2 separate regions of the Mus musculus genome follow, and region 1 is linked to region 2. The links are chromatin contacts, called in public Hi-C maps. All regions are on one chromosome and are shown on one strand. The core of a region is the stretch at or near the end of the contact, and the rest is flanking DNA. Distances in the headings are between cores, read along the strand shown. Region 1 has its middle 25 kb from the start of G930009F23Rik. Region 2 overlaps Gm35248 (a long non-coding RNA gene).

Region 1 (5,754 bases), core at 539-3,038, 110 kb before region 2:
GTTGTAATACGTGTGTGATGTACTTGTGTAAGTGTGGGTGAGGGCATGTGGTGCATGTAAGGAGGTGAGAAGTCAGAGGCAGCTCTCAGGAGCCAGTTCTCTCCTGCTGTGAGTTCCTCGGATTGGACTCAGGTTGTCTGGCTTGTGTGTTAAGCACTTTCATAAACTTTGTTTAGTGTGCAATTTTTGCTTGCATGCCTACTTTAATTCCTCACGGTCTGCATTTCCTGGGTGTCGTGTGATAACTCTACATTTAATGTATTGAGAAATTGCCACACTGTTTTCCAAAGCACCTGAAGCATTTAATCCCAGGAACAAAGTATACAGTCTCAGTTGCTCACACCCTCACCAGCATCTACTGCTTCTCGGTATTGTTTGCAATCCTTGGGATCCTTGCAATCCAGGAAGGGCCCTGTCTGTACCTGCTGAGCAATCCATGTTCCCAAGCTTCATTCCTCCATAAAAAAACCATTATATTCACCTGCGTTAGTTAACTAAGTGGGAACAAAATAATATCATTTTGTGTGCTGGGCACCATGTCAATCGCTGGTAGGCTGCAGAGAACACAGCAAGGGCCCTGCTCTCATGGAAGCTCTGTTCCAGTAGGTATGACATAGGTCAGGGGAGACAGGAAACTAGACATGGGAGACCAGTTGCCACTGGACTGAAGCTGGGGAAGAGCAGCCAGCCGTTCTCCCAACACGGAAAGTGAAGACCTGAGGCTGCAGATCTATGGCTATTTGGGCATGGCTTCAGGGGGACATGCATACATGCATGCATGGATGTGTGCTCCACTGATGAATACAGAAACACTTGACCAGTGGCTTCCACACTACTGAGGACACTACTTCTTCTTCTCTCATCAACCGTTTAGGGACCAGTGGGTCCCCTCTCCCTTCCTTTGCAGGGTGTTTGTGGACCAGACTCACAAAGGTCTTGTGCAGGAAATCACAGCTATGAGTTTGAAAATGCAGTGGCCATGCCATGTCTGGAGATCCATGCCCCACACCTCGCTCACCTCCTCTGCTTCTCGGTCTTTCTCCTGAGATGGTGCTCAAGCTTTGGAAGGGATGACACAGACACCCCATTTATGACTGGACACCAGCCTTTGTGGTCACTGCTGACCACTGTGAAATCTCTCTGACCAAAGCAGCCAGCAGCACTAGTCTATGTGCATACATAGAGTGATTTAGAAGGCTGTCTGACAGACCCATGTCCATTTAGCACCAATAACAGCAGCTTCCCACTAGAGCTATGATCTCTCCAGTCACAGACTTTTGGCCAAGTTTACAGCGCTACACATGCCTTCCCTCCTGTGGAGTGAGCATCAATCCAGTTGGTTTGGGCACCCCTCTCTGACACCACTGTTGCACCTGCAGGCCTATCTCACCTGACTTCTAATGGCTGTATTTTAATGACATCCACTGGGGGATCTGGCCAATAGATTGTGGTCTGAACCGACTCTTGCTTCTTCCTGAAGTGAGTTCCTTCCACAGTCTCAGAACTTTGAGTATGAGCCTAGGAATCTGCCTCTCTCAATTCCCACTTCCCTTCTTGTCAGGTGAGCTAATGCACACCAGAGCCTAGGAGCTACTATAACCAGAAGGTAAGCAGCTTGCTACCACTGGATGGCAGAGCAGGCAGGATCTTGTTACCTGTTTGTGCTGGCTGAGTATCCCTTGGCTTGGTCCCAGTTTCTCAGGGCAAACAGACTTGTGGATCAGGCACCCCTGTGTGCCAGGGACAAGGTGGGGTGGACAGTGCCCCACCCCTTGCCTTGCTCTACTCTGTGGTCCACGTGGTGAGACATCTGGCCCAGTGGCTTTTACCCTAGTGGGCAATAGACTGCGTTCTCATGCCTGTTGCTTCCTGGTGAATGCTGTCTGGACAGAACCCTGGGCTGGGAAGCTGGCCTAAATAGATTCAAGTTCTATCAAAAGGTTTTCAGACAGCCTGGGTACTGACAGACGAAGTTAGGCAATATGTTTGCAGGTCTCTAGATTTATTGTCGCAGCTGTGGTTAAAACTAGTAAGTCTTGCCAGGTGGTAGTGGTGGCCTTTAATCCCAGCATTCAGGAGGCAGAAGGCAGGAAGCAGAGGCAGGCCGATCTACGAGTTTGAGGCCAGCCTCATCTACAGAGTAAGTTCCAGGACAGCCAGGGATACACAGAGAAACTCTGTCCCCAAAAACCAAAAACCTAAAACCAACCAACCAAAACTAATAAGTCTCTGATGGAGGCATGAGCTCTGAGAAATACAGGCATCTTTCCAGCAACAACGACTCCCTTCATGGGCTTATTTGAAGCCCCCCACAAATACTCTGCCTGGTTTACAAGGCAATTCATAACACCCCATGACATTAGTTCCAACCCAATATGTATAACTCTCAGGGTTCAAGGATTATAGGCAGAAGCCTTTCCCTTATGCTCTCTGCTAGCCCTTACAGGACTGAGTCTATGGGAGGAGCAAAGAGCCAGATAGAAGAAAGTGAAAATCACAAGTGTTCATCTTTATAGAAATAGTCATCACAGCAATACGACTTGGACCAGCAATGTGGCTCAGTGGTTAAGACACTTGCCACAAAGCTTGATGATTTGATTTGTGTACAATCCCCTTGACTCACAGGATAGAAGGAGAGACCTGACTTTCACATGTGCTCTGTGACATGCATGTGTGTGGATACATGCATGCATACATACACACAAAATAAATATCTTCAATAAATCTTTTTTAAAAATCAAAATGGGTTGAAAGGATAGCTTAGCAGGTAAGAGTGGTTTCTGCTCTTTCAGAGAACTTGAGTTTAGTTCCATCCTCCTTGGGCCACACACAACCGCCTATAACCACACACAACCTCCTATAACACCCTTTTCTGGTCTTCACAGGCACTGGCACATACTTGGCATAGACTTATATGGACATAGACACCCACATAAATAAAAATAAAGGCCTGATATCAGGGATCACACCTTTAATGTCAGCACTCAAACTCAGAGGCAGGTGGATCTCGGTGAGTTCAAGAACAGTCTGATCTAGATAGTGACTTCCAGGGCTATATAGTGAAACACTGTCTCAAAAACAAATTAGTAAAATAAAAATATAGATATAAAATATAGGTAAAAAACAGCTGGGCATGGTGACTTACACTTTTAATCCCAGCACTGGGAGACAGAGGCAAACAGATCTGGGTTTGAGGCTAGCCTGGTCTACAGAGAGGGTTCCAGGACAGCCAGGGCTACATAAAGAAACCCTGTCTCAAAAACCCAAAACTAAACCAAACCAAACCAAAAACAAAACCAAAAAAAAAACAAAAAACAAAAAACAAAAAACAAAAAAACCCCAACATCAACAGATCCATTCACCCATAAGCCCCCAGACACACATTACAGCTGAGGAAAGAGCTGTGGTTCATTTCCCCAACAAAAAATAACAAGGAACAAATTAATACACCATGTTGCTGTGTACATTTCTAGGCCTAAAGGGTCCATTTAAGTGAGCTCTTCTACCTAGATTACTCTGAACAAATAATTTCAGCTGTTAAGAGCCACAATCAACATAACATATAACTTCTATAAAGGTTATGATGATCCTAATACCTGTAATAAAACACGAAGCGCAATAGAGACGATGAGCACTAATGGCAGAATCTGGTGGAGCTCCAGCTATGGGACAGGCACGTGGGCTAAACACGATGCATGGATTGTTTCGTAACCTTAGGTGAGTTCATCTTCAGAATCATTCAACCAGGGAAGTAACACTCCTACAGGTGGAGAAATTGAACCTGAGAGAGTTGGAGGAGCTGAAGGGTATATACACGGCTCCATCTTTGGCTCTTTGACTACTCCCTCTCAAGTGCCCTAGAGAAGGTACTGTCATATCTGATAGGTGATGGGGGGAGATGTTGGGGATTAAGTAAAACCAGCATTCAATGGCCATTTGGTAGAGGAGACTATATATATTTCTTTAAAGGCAGGGTCTCATGTAGACCAGAATGGCTTCAGATTCATTGAGGTAGCTGAGGGCAACTTCCAGCTCTTGATCCTCCTGTGTCCACCTCCCAAATGCTGGGGTTTGTGTGTGCTCCACCATACCCAGTGAGAAGATAGGACTTATACCCAGAGAGATGTGACTTCAGAAGCACCCTTCAGCCTTTGGGTATGCTTAGGAATATTGTCCCAATGAAGCCCAGTTCAGACAGACTTACATGTATATATGAATTCATGGTGTCAATATTTACACTGGGGCAAATAATGGCAACCACCTATATATCCATCATGAACAATCATACAGTCTGGGATGCATGCTTTCTAGTAGGTACAAGCAGATATTAAAATGAACAAGCTTGATTTTGTATTTGCTGATGTGGAAAAACATACATGAAACAGTAAGAAAATAACATGCACAGTACAGTACTCTTTAGAAGTGCAAATCCATCATTTGCACAGCATGGACATGACCTTGTGTCTAATCTTCAGCCCCATAAAGAAAACAAACACAAACCGTGAGTATGCATTATACCCAGGGTACACTTAGGCTAGGTGATTTGTTTTGTTTTGTTTTTGTTTGTTTGTTTGTTTGTTTGTTTTTTAATTTTGAGACAGGGTTCCTCTGTGTAGCCCTAGCTATCCTGGAACTCTCTCTATAGACCAGGCTGGCCTCACATTTATAAAGATCTGTAGGCTTAGATTTCCCAAAACCTAATTGAATACGACTTTTTAAATGCTTCAGCCTCCCTTCTAGCCTACTCACCAAAGTTATGGAAGAAAGATGTTTAGTAGGACAAGGGGAATGTGAACCTGTTTAGAAACCATTCTTTGGGGGTAATTCCAAACACAAATCAATAGCGGCAGTCCAGTCCAATCAGCAAACACCAAACATGAATCAGTACCAGCAGCTTGTTCCAGAAGAAACTGCCAGGCTCCACCAAATTGGCACAAGTCCGAGGAAGTGGCAAGAAGCAGCCAGAATACCAGGAGGAAGTTCTTTGACATGTTTCTGTCCATGAAGTCACGAGAAGTGAAGACTAGGAAGACCAGTGAAGACCCCTGAAGATCAGTGAAACATTGCAGGACCAACCAATCTAAGAGTGTCCTTCACTGTCTATTGGGTTCTACTTATATTCTTTCCAAATATCATGTGTTCTCTCAAGTGTCCACCTCACTAAAACATCTTCTTATAAGAGTTTTCAGAAAAAATATCACATGACACAACTGAGTCTCAAAAATAACCTAGAAATTTCCACTTCAGAGGTCCACCTGCCCCTGCCTCCTGAGTGAATGGGATTAAAGGCACTTGCTAGCAATACCAGATGTGGACTGGGGAAACTTTAATAAAAAACATATTTATAAATTTTGAGTTGAATAAAGGAAACACACAAGTCCAATGTAGTACCCATGAGGCTCCACTACCACTGCCAGACCCAGGAGCAGGGAGGGCTGTGCAGAGGAACATCCTCATGGTGTTGAACTTCTCAGTAGAGGGCTGCAGTCACTCACTTGGGACAGCTAGAAAAGAGATGGGAGACTGGTACCTGCCCCCTCTCTCTTTCCCTCCCTCCTTTCTACCCTGACTCTATTTACAAACCCAGCCTGGAGACCAGGAGGCAAAAGAACCACGTTGGTGCAGGTCAGCCTTCCTAGGGCACAGGGTGCCTGGGGTGAGTGTGGTTCTAGAGGCAAGTAGAAAATGTCCAGCCTGTTCACTCTAAATACGTGACTGTAAGTCTTGGAGAAAACTCTGAGAAGCTTGGTGTGC
Region 2 (6,398 bases), core at 2,973-5,472:
AAATGACTAAGGCCTCAGAGAAGCAAGTCTGTAGTCCAGAAACTGTGGCAGGGTGAGGGAAGGAAGGTGGGACACCATAAGGCATGAAGCAGGGAACGTGCAGGGGGAAGACAGGATTAGGAACTTATTTTCTATGACTCTCCTCTTCTGACCCCCAACCCTGGCCAAAATGGCTAAGCCACATATGGGATGAACTATATAAGATTAATGTTTCCCAGTCTAAAAGGGAGGATGCCAGCAAGTTTGTTCTGGTTTAACCTGGTAATCAGTTCCCTAGGTTTTTTTTCAATGACCTTTTTCTCTATTCCTTTAGAAGCCTTTGATGTGTTCCTCTTAGCTCATAATGCGATCCACAGTACTTGGGCACAGCTTGAGAGACGGCTCCAAAGTTTAGAGAGGTACATCTGGGAAAGGGGCATACAGCTCTGAGCTGTGTGCACAGACTGTGGGACAGAGGCTGAACCAACAAGGCCACTGCAGTGAGACCCAAAGGACCAGCCTCTCCCCACAAGCAGAGAGGTCTTAAGAGTGGTAGTGTGGACAGCTGGGGTTGGATAATTCCTTGGTGTGGGATGTCTGGCCTCTTCTACTAGTAGCTAGTGTGTATCGGTGCCCTACTACCACATCAGTTAAAAATGTCTCCAGATCCTGCCAGGTGTCCCTCTGGAAAACAAAATCATGCCCATTCTGGAACCAATGTCACAGGTGGAGTAATGCCTCACCATGCAGTGTGGTGACTCACAGAGACCTCCCGGAAAGGACGGCACCTGGGTTAGGTCTTAAACGATGAGTAAGTATCAGAAGGTGAGGGGAGACAGAAGCCACTGCGCAGGCAAGGACATGATGGTTGACTAGGGCTCTCTTCAGGGGACCAGGTACATGGGTGACCCACATAATTGACAGACAGGGACACCCAAAACCAAGCACACACCATCTCTCTTTTCAAAGTTGGTTCTGTCAAGCCTTGGTTTTGAGTTTACCTATTTTCCATGACTGCCTCCAAGCCCGGAAAGTGAGTGACAGCAACAGAAAAACCTCTGGGGGCCAGGTGAGGTCACTAAGAACAGGCAAGGTGCTAAGGCAGGTCAGGATGTTTTCCTGTGACAAGGGACACAGGATAAGGGGATACGGCTTTTTTTTTTTTTTTTAATTGAGGAAGTGCTGGGGTTTGAACCAGGGTCCTTGGGGAAACTTAACATATACTGTACCACTGAGAAACATTTTGGCCTTGCACTAATATTTTAAAGTGTTTTAATGAATTGTTTAAAATGTACAGACTCTTCAACATACAAGCAACAGCTACAGGGTGCCCATAAATGCCCGTGGCCAGAGATCTAGCATCACTCTGGTATTTAAAACCCTGTCAGTGTCCACTTGGTGATTTTGGTCCCTTTCCACTCCTTTTATTTTTATTTTATTTATTTATTTATTTATTTATTTATTTATTTATTTATTTATTTTTACCGAGACAGGGTTTCTCTGTGTAGCCCCAGCTGTCCTGGAACTCAATCTGTAGACCAGGCTGGCCTTGAACTCAGAAATCCGCCTAACTCTGCCTCCCAACTGCTGGGATTAAAGGCGTGTGCCACCACGCCCGGCCCCTTTCCACTCCTAAGAGAGTAAGATATCTGTTTTCACACCCATTCATTCTACAAACATTTCTTTAAATGTTCCACTGTTAGATTGTGGGTTAGCCTGGAATGAAGAGGCATGCAACCTTGGTGGCCTGTGACCTGTGCAAGTTCTGACTATGTGCATATGACACCCAGAGTCTGAAGGTGGGCCTGGGGATGCTATAGTTGCAGTTTTAGTAATCAGAAGGAGAAGATGAAGGACAAGCTGGAACCTGCTGGCCTCCATGTCTGTGTTACCACATTTAACCACAAACACCCTCAGGAACAGCGCCTGCTGCTCACCCGGTTGGGTACAGCAACTTCCCTCCCTTACATTTGTTTCTCATGGTGCAACTTGATTTCATGTTCTCAGCGTCCGCGTGAGCTAACAATTACTCCCCCAACTCTTTTCACAGATGAAGAAATGGAGGCTCAAACATGTCCACTTGTCCCAAGTCACACGGTTTGTGAAGAAGTGGGTCAGGGTGTCTCTGGTCACCTCTGGTCACCCACATCCGTTGCACCATGGCTTTGCCTGCTAACATGCTTCCATTCACTGTTGTTGTTAGAGGACCTGGAGCTTCCTAACTGCCCTAGATGGGGCGCAGGCAGTCTCCAGCGATAAGGCCTATACAACGCCACTGGAAAGTGGTGGCATTTGTTTGTTTGTTTATTGGAGCTATAGTGTATGAACTTAATTGGTGCTTACTCAATTTGCATAAACTTGATATCAAGTATTTACCAGTCAGTTTCCACTGTAAATATTGGTTTTCTCTGGTAAGGATTTGCCCATAGACTCATACTGATGATGCTTTCGTGAGCCTAGGACAGGAGGTTCTTAGAGGCTACCCCAAGGTGGACAGTGACTCCATGTGATATGGCAACTCTTAGTTGGTGAGTGACTCTCTGAGCTTGAGACAGGTCAAGGCAAGTGGGGGGGGGGGCTCCTGTGTGACATGTTCATCATCCTTAACATATTTTGTAACCAGATGATAACCACCAGGGACCAGGGCACCTCAGACCAAGCTCATCCAGGGTGGTCACTAGCATTCAGTGTGATAAACACACACACACACACACACACACACACACACATACACACCAAACCAGACGTGAGCTCTCCATGGCTTCTTTCAGTCATTTTCCAAATATTTACTGCCTACTCTCCGTGCCAGGTGTGGTGCTGGTCACTGCCACTCCAAAGATGACCAAATGAGGGACTCTGCTCTAAATGTGTCGGCGGTCTAGTAGGCAGAGCTGTAAAATACATAGTAACAATATAACAAAAGCAGCGAAGAGGTACCCCAGCAGAGCCTGTTCACACGGTGGGCAGAAAAGCCTGGCTGCCCATCGCTCTGGGGCAGGGCAAAAAATGCACACAGAGCCAAAGAACTCCAATCCCTCCCTGGAAGATCTTGATGCTTTACGACTTACAACTGGTCTGTCCTTGACCTTACTAAGAGGAAGTTGCAGGCCGGGTACCTACGGTAAGAAGGCTGAATGCGCTGGGTAGGAAGCATAGGTACGGACGGCTGCCACTCACAGTTGTGCAGGTCGTGGCTGTGTGTAGGACCTGGCTTACCAAAGGAAAGGGTGACTTTTACTGTGTATGCCCAGATTGCTGGATCTGCCATCAGAAGACGTGGTGAACCGTGGCCTTTTTTCTTCTCCCTAACTCCCCCCACATCCCTTTCTTTCTTAAATTTTTGTTGTTGTTGTTTGGGTTTTTTTGTTGTTGTTTTGGGGTTTTTTGTGTTGCTGTTTTTTGTTTGTTTTGTATGCTTAGTCTGCAATCCAGGCTTGCTTGGAACTCACAATATTATTCAGACTGCCTTAAACTCACAGCAACCCTCCTGCCTCAGCCTGAGGTGTGTGTCTGTGACCATTTCTTTTGATTCAAGTGGAAATCAAGCTCCCATGAGTTGCTCTGGTTAAGGCCCGGGGCACACTTCTTGCCCGGTCAGTTGGGGTTCAGAGCCGCACAGTCCTGTTGGATACTCATAGGAATGGGATTTGGTGCAGTGGTGGTGAAGGCCCTGGAGGAAGGGCAGGGTTGGAGAAGGAGCCAGGGACGCTGAGGCTCGCTCTTGAAGGGCTGGGCCCAGTGTGGGTAGAAATACCATCTGAGGTGGGCCTGAGGCACAGACAGGAGAGATGGACAAGTTACAAGCTGATAACACTCTGGGTCTGTCATCTCCCTTTCTTAAGGGCACAGGGTGGGCATCTGTTTTAACAAGATCAACAGGTGATACTGGTACATAGGGAAGATGGCAGCCTTCTGCGCTCACAACAGAACAAGTTATAATTAACTCAGCTTGATCAACCTGCTGAGGAAGTCCTCCCTCAATAGTGTGCTGTGTAGAGACACTGAGACAGGGACTGAGCTGCCGAAGCTACACAGGACCTAGGTGTTGAGGCTACCCCACATTACCTCCTAGGCCAGGCTTTGAGTTTTCTGTCCTCTGTCTTGCTGTCACAACTCTTACCAGACTTTCAGAGCAAGCTGAGAAAGCAGCTGTGCACCCACCTCGAGCTCTCCGGTGAGTTGCTGGGCGTGGAGGGCCAGCCAGACGGCTCTCACGCTCACGCTGCCAAGGGAATGAGGAGTTGGGAAATCAGAGGTATGCTCCACCCTGAAAACCGGGCTTACTGGTGACTCACACAATTGATTCGTCCCATTCCGTGGTGATCACCACTAAAGAGCATGCATCTGACACCCCAAAGTATGTGGGCATCTTTGCGGGGTACCATATGAAGCAAGTGAAAATGTCAGGTACCTGCCTTGGAGGCCAAGCTGAGCAGGTGTAGAGGCCCTCCCACGGGCCTCATTTGCCCTTAGACACACCCATCTAACCACTCACTCCACAGAGACCTGCACCCCTCTGTAAGGCTATTGACAGTACCACCTACAGCTCCCTGAGCAAGCAGTGCAGACGACCTGGGGAGGGCTAAGAAAGCCCAGCGACAGGCCCAGCGAAGGTGCCAGTCACTTTCCTACAGCGATAAACACGTGCCCCTGAAGACAGCCCCTTCAGTGTCTACTCTTCCAGTCCTCTCATGGGAAGGCCTTTCTTGCCCCTATCTTCTTCTTCCCTTATTGGTCAGAGTTAGCAGTGTCTGCGGCTCTGCTCCATGTCCCCCCTCCCTCCCTAAAAAAACTTTGTCAGTGATAGCTGCCATTGAATTCCATTTTCCCAGAAGTGAACTTACTAGGTGGGACTAGGAAGGCTGCATTTAAAAAGTGCCCGGGGATTCCCAGGCAGCTGGGCAGGGGCACACTTATGAAAAAACACCAGACGAGGCAGAATGCTTGTGAGTGTGACACAGCAAAGAGGAAGGGACAGAATCGAGTCCGGCTGTGTCACCCAGCTGGGAAGGAAGATCACAGGCAAACAGAGAGATTTACATCCTTCAAATCCCTAGGGTGCTCAAGTTGGGGAGGACCCGTGGCTGGCCCTGTGACAGTACTGCATGATCCTTGGCGCAAATGTCTCCGTAACTTTTGTACCTCGGACTCCTACCTGCCTTACCTTCTTCAAAGCCCTGGTGATGACAACCAAGCCTGGCAAATAGAAAGCACTCTGGATACGTTTGATGAGTTAAGAAATACATGTATTGAACAGTTTACTACTGAGTATGAACTAAGACAAAAGGTGTGGGTAACTGACTGGGTGTAAGGGCAAACCAGGCAGAGAGTGTATCTAGAAATGGGTGTCTCACTTTGCTCTCTAGTGCTATGGTAAGATACCACGACCACGAGAAACCTGGGAAGGAAAGGATTCATCTCACTTCCACATCACAGACCATCATGGAAGGGAGTCAGGGCAGGAAGTGATGTGGAGGCCATGGAGGGTGCCGCTTACTGGCTTCCTCTGCACGGCTTATTCAGCCCGTTCTCTTCTAGCATCTGGGACCAGCCCAGAGGTGGCCCCACCCCTTGTGGACTGGGCCCACCCACATGAATCAACAATCAAGAAAATGGACCACAGGCCAGGTGAAGGCATTTTCCTGAACTGTGGTTCCCTCTTCCAAAATTACTCTAGCCTGTGTCAAGTTGACACAAAAACTACGCAGCACAGACGGCAAACTTGCGGTGAAAGAGACTAGTGGTCTAGGGAGCTCAGCTCTCTTGACACTGAAAGAAATGGAGGAGGCTGGGTACAGTGAAGGGGCCTGACACACCTTCACCAGACAGTAAGCTCCTGGAAGCAGGCGTCTGCTCTGTGGGGAGGGCCCAATCCTAGGTACAGTCCAGGGACACAGCACACTACACATTTACTTGCCAAATGACTGAAAGACAACTGCCAGCCTCAGTGTTCCAGGGATACATACCATGTGTAAGCAGTTTGATCACTGAGTCCAGAGTAGCAAGAGTCTGTTCTTGGTAGAGGTCCAACATAAAGGGCCTCCAACCACCTATCCCATTGGCTCCATATGTGATCCAGTATCAAGACCCCTGAGGAGTCACAAGAATAGTACTGACCTGCCAGGTTTCCCACCCAGATCAATGACCTCTGGATTTGTAGGAGGGGTCTGTCTATATCTGTATGTCTCAAGTTTACGGTCTCCTAGGCTCAGCAACTCTCATTGAGGCTTGGGAGATTTGGGAGTAGCTGTGAGCTCCAAAGAGGAAGCTTCCAGCCGAGACCCAACAGTGGAGTTTAGAAACCCGATTTTGACCTGGGCAGTAGTGATACACACCTTTTATTCCAGCATTTAAGAGGCAGAGGCAAGGCAGATCTCTGAATTTGAAGTCAGCCTGGTTTACAGAGCAAGTTTCAGGAT

Evidence for each region. Hi-C and Micro-C count contacts between places; a contact is called where the count stands out from the background.
Region 1: a contact with region 2 is called in a Hi-C map of pancreatic cancer cells, with 1.6 times the contacts expected there. The contact joins two enhancer-like sites. A contact is called at or near these places in 5 of 484 Hi-C or Micro-C datasets (bone marrow-derived macrophages, embryonic fibroblasts, liver and 2 more), 4 of 115 datasets of contacts at active chromatin or transcription factors (the SCID.adh cell line, embryonic stem cells and pancreatic cancer cells) and 1 of 9 other capture datasets (embryonic stem cells).

The regions. Positions count from the first base shown.
Region 1 is chr15:38,427,870-38,433,623 of GRCm38.p6, reverse strand. No RefSeq gene overlaps it. Among named protein-coding and RNA genes, the nearest start is that of G930009F23Rik, 25 kb to the left of the region's middle. Within about 2 kb of position 1,788, at least 50 of the 459 cell types and tissues checked have an H3K27ac peak or open chromatin away from gene starts, as enhancers often do. A contact at or near this core is called in pancreatic cancer cells, where this site is marked.
Region 2 is chr15:38,321,940-38,328,337 of GRCm38.p6, reverse strand. The region is part of intron 1 of Gm35248 (a long non-coding RNA gene); the gene reads right to left. Among named protein-coding and RNA genes, the nearest start is that of Klf10, 24 kb to the right of the region's middle. Within about 2 kb of position 4,222, at least 34 of the 459 cell types and tissues checked have an H3K27ac peak or open chromatin away from gene starts, as enhancers often do. A contact at or near this core is called in pancreatic cancer cells, where this site is marked.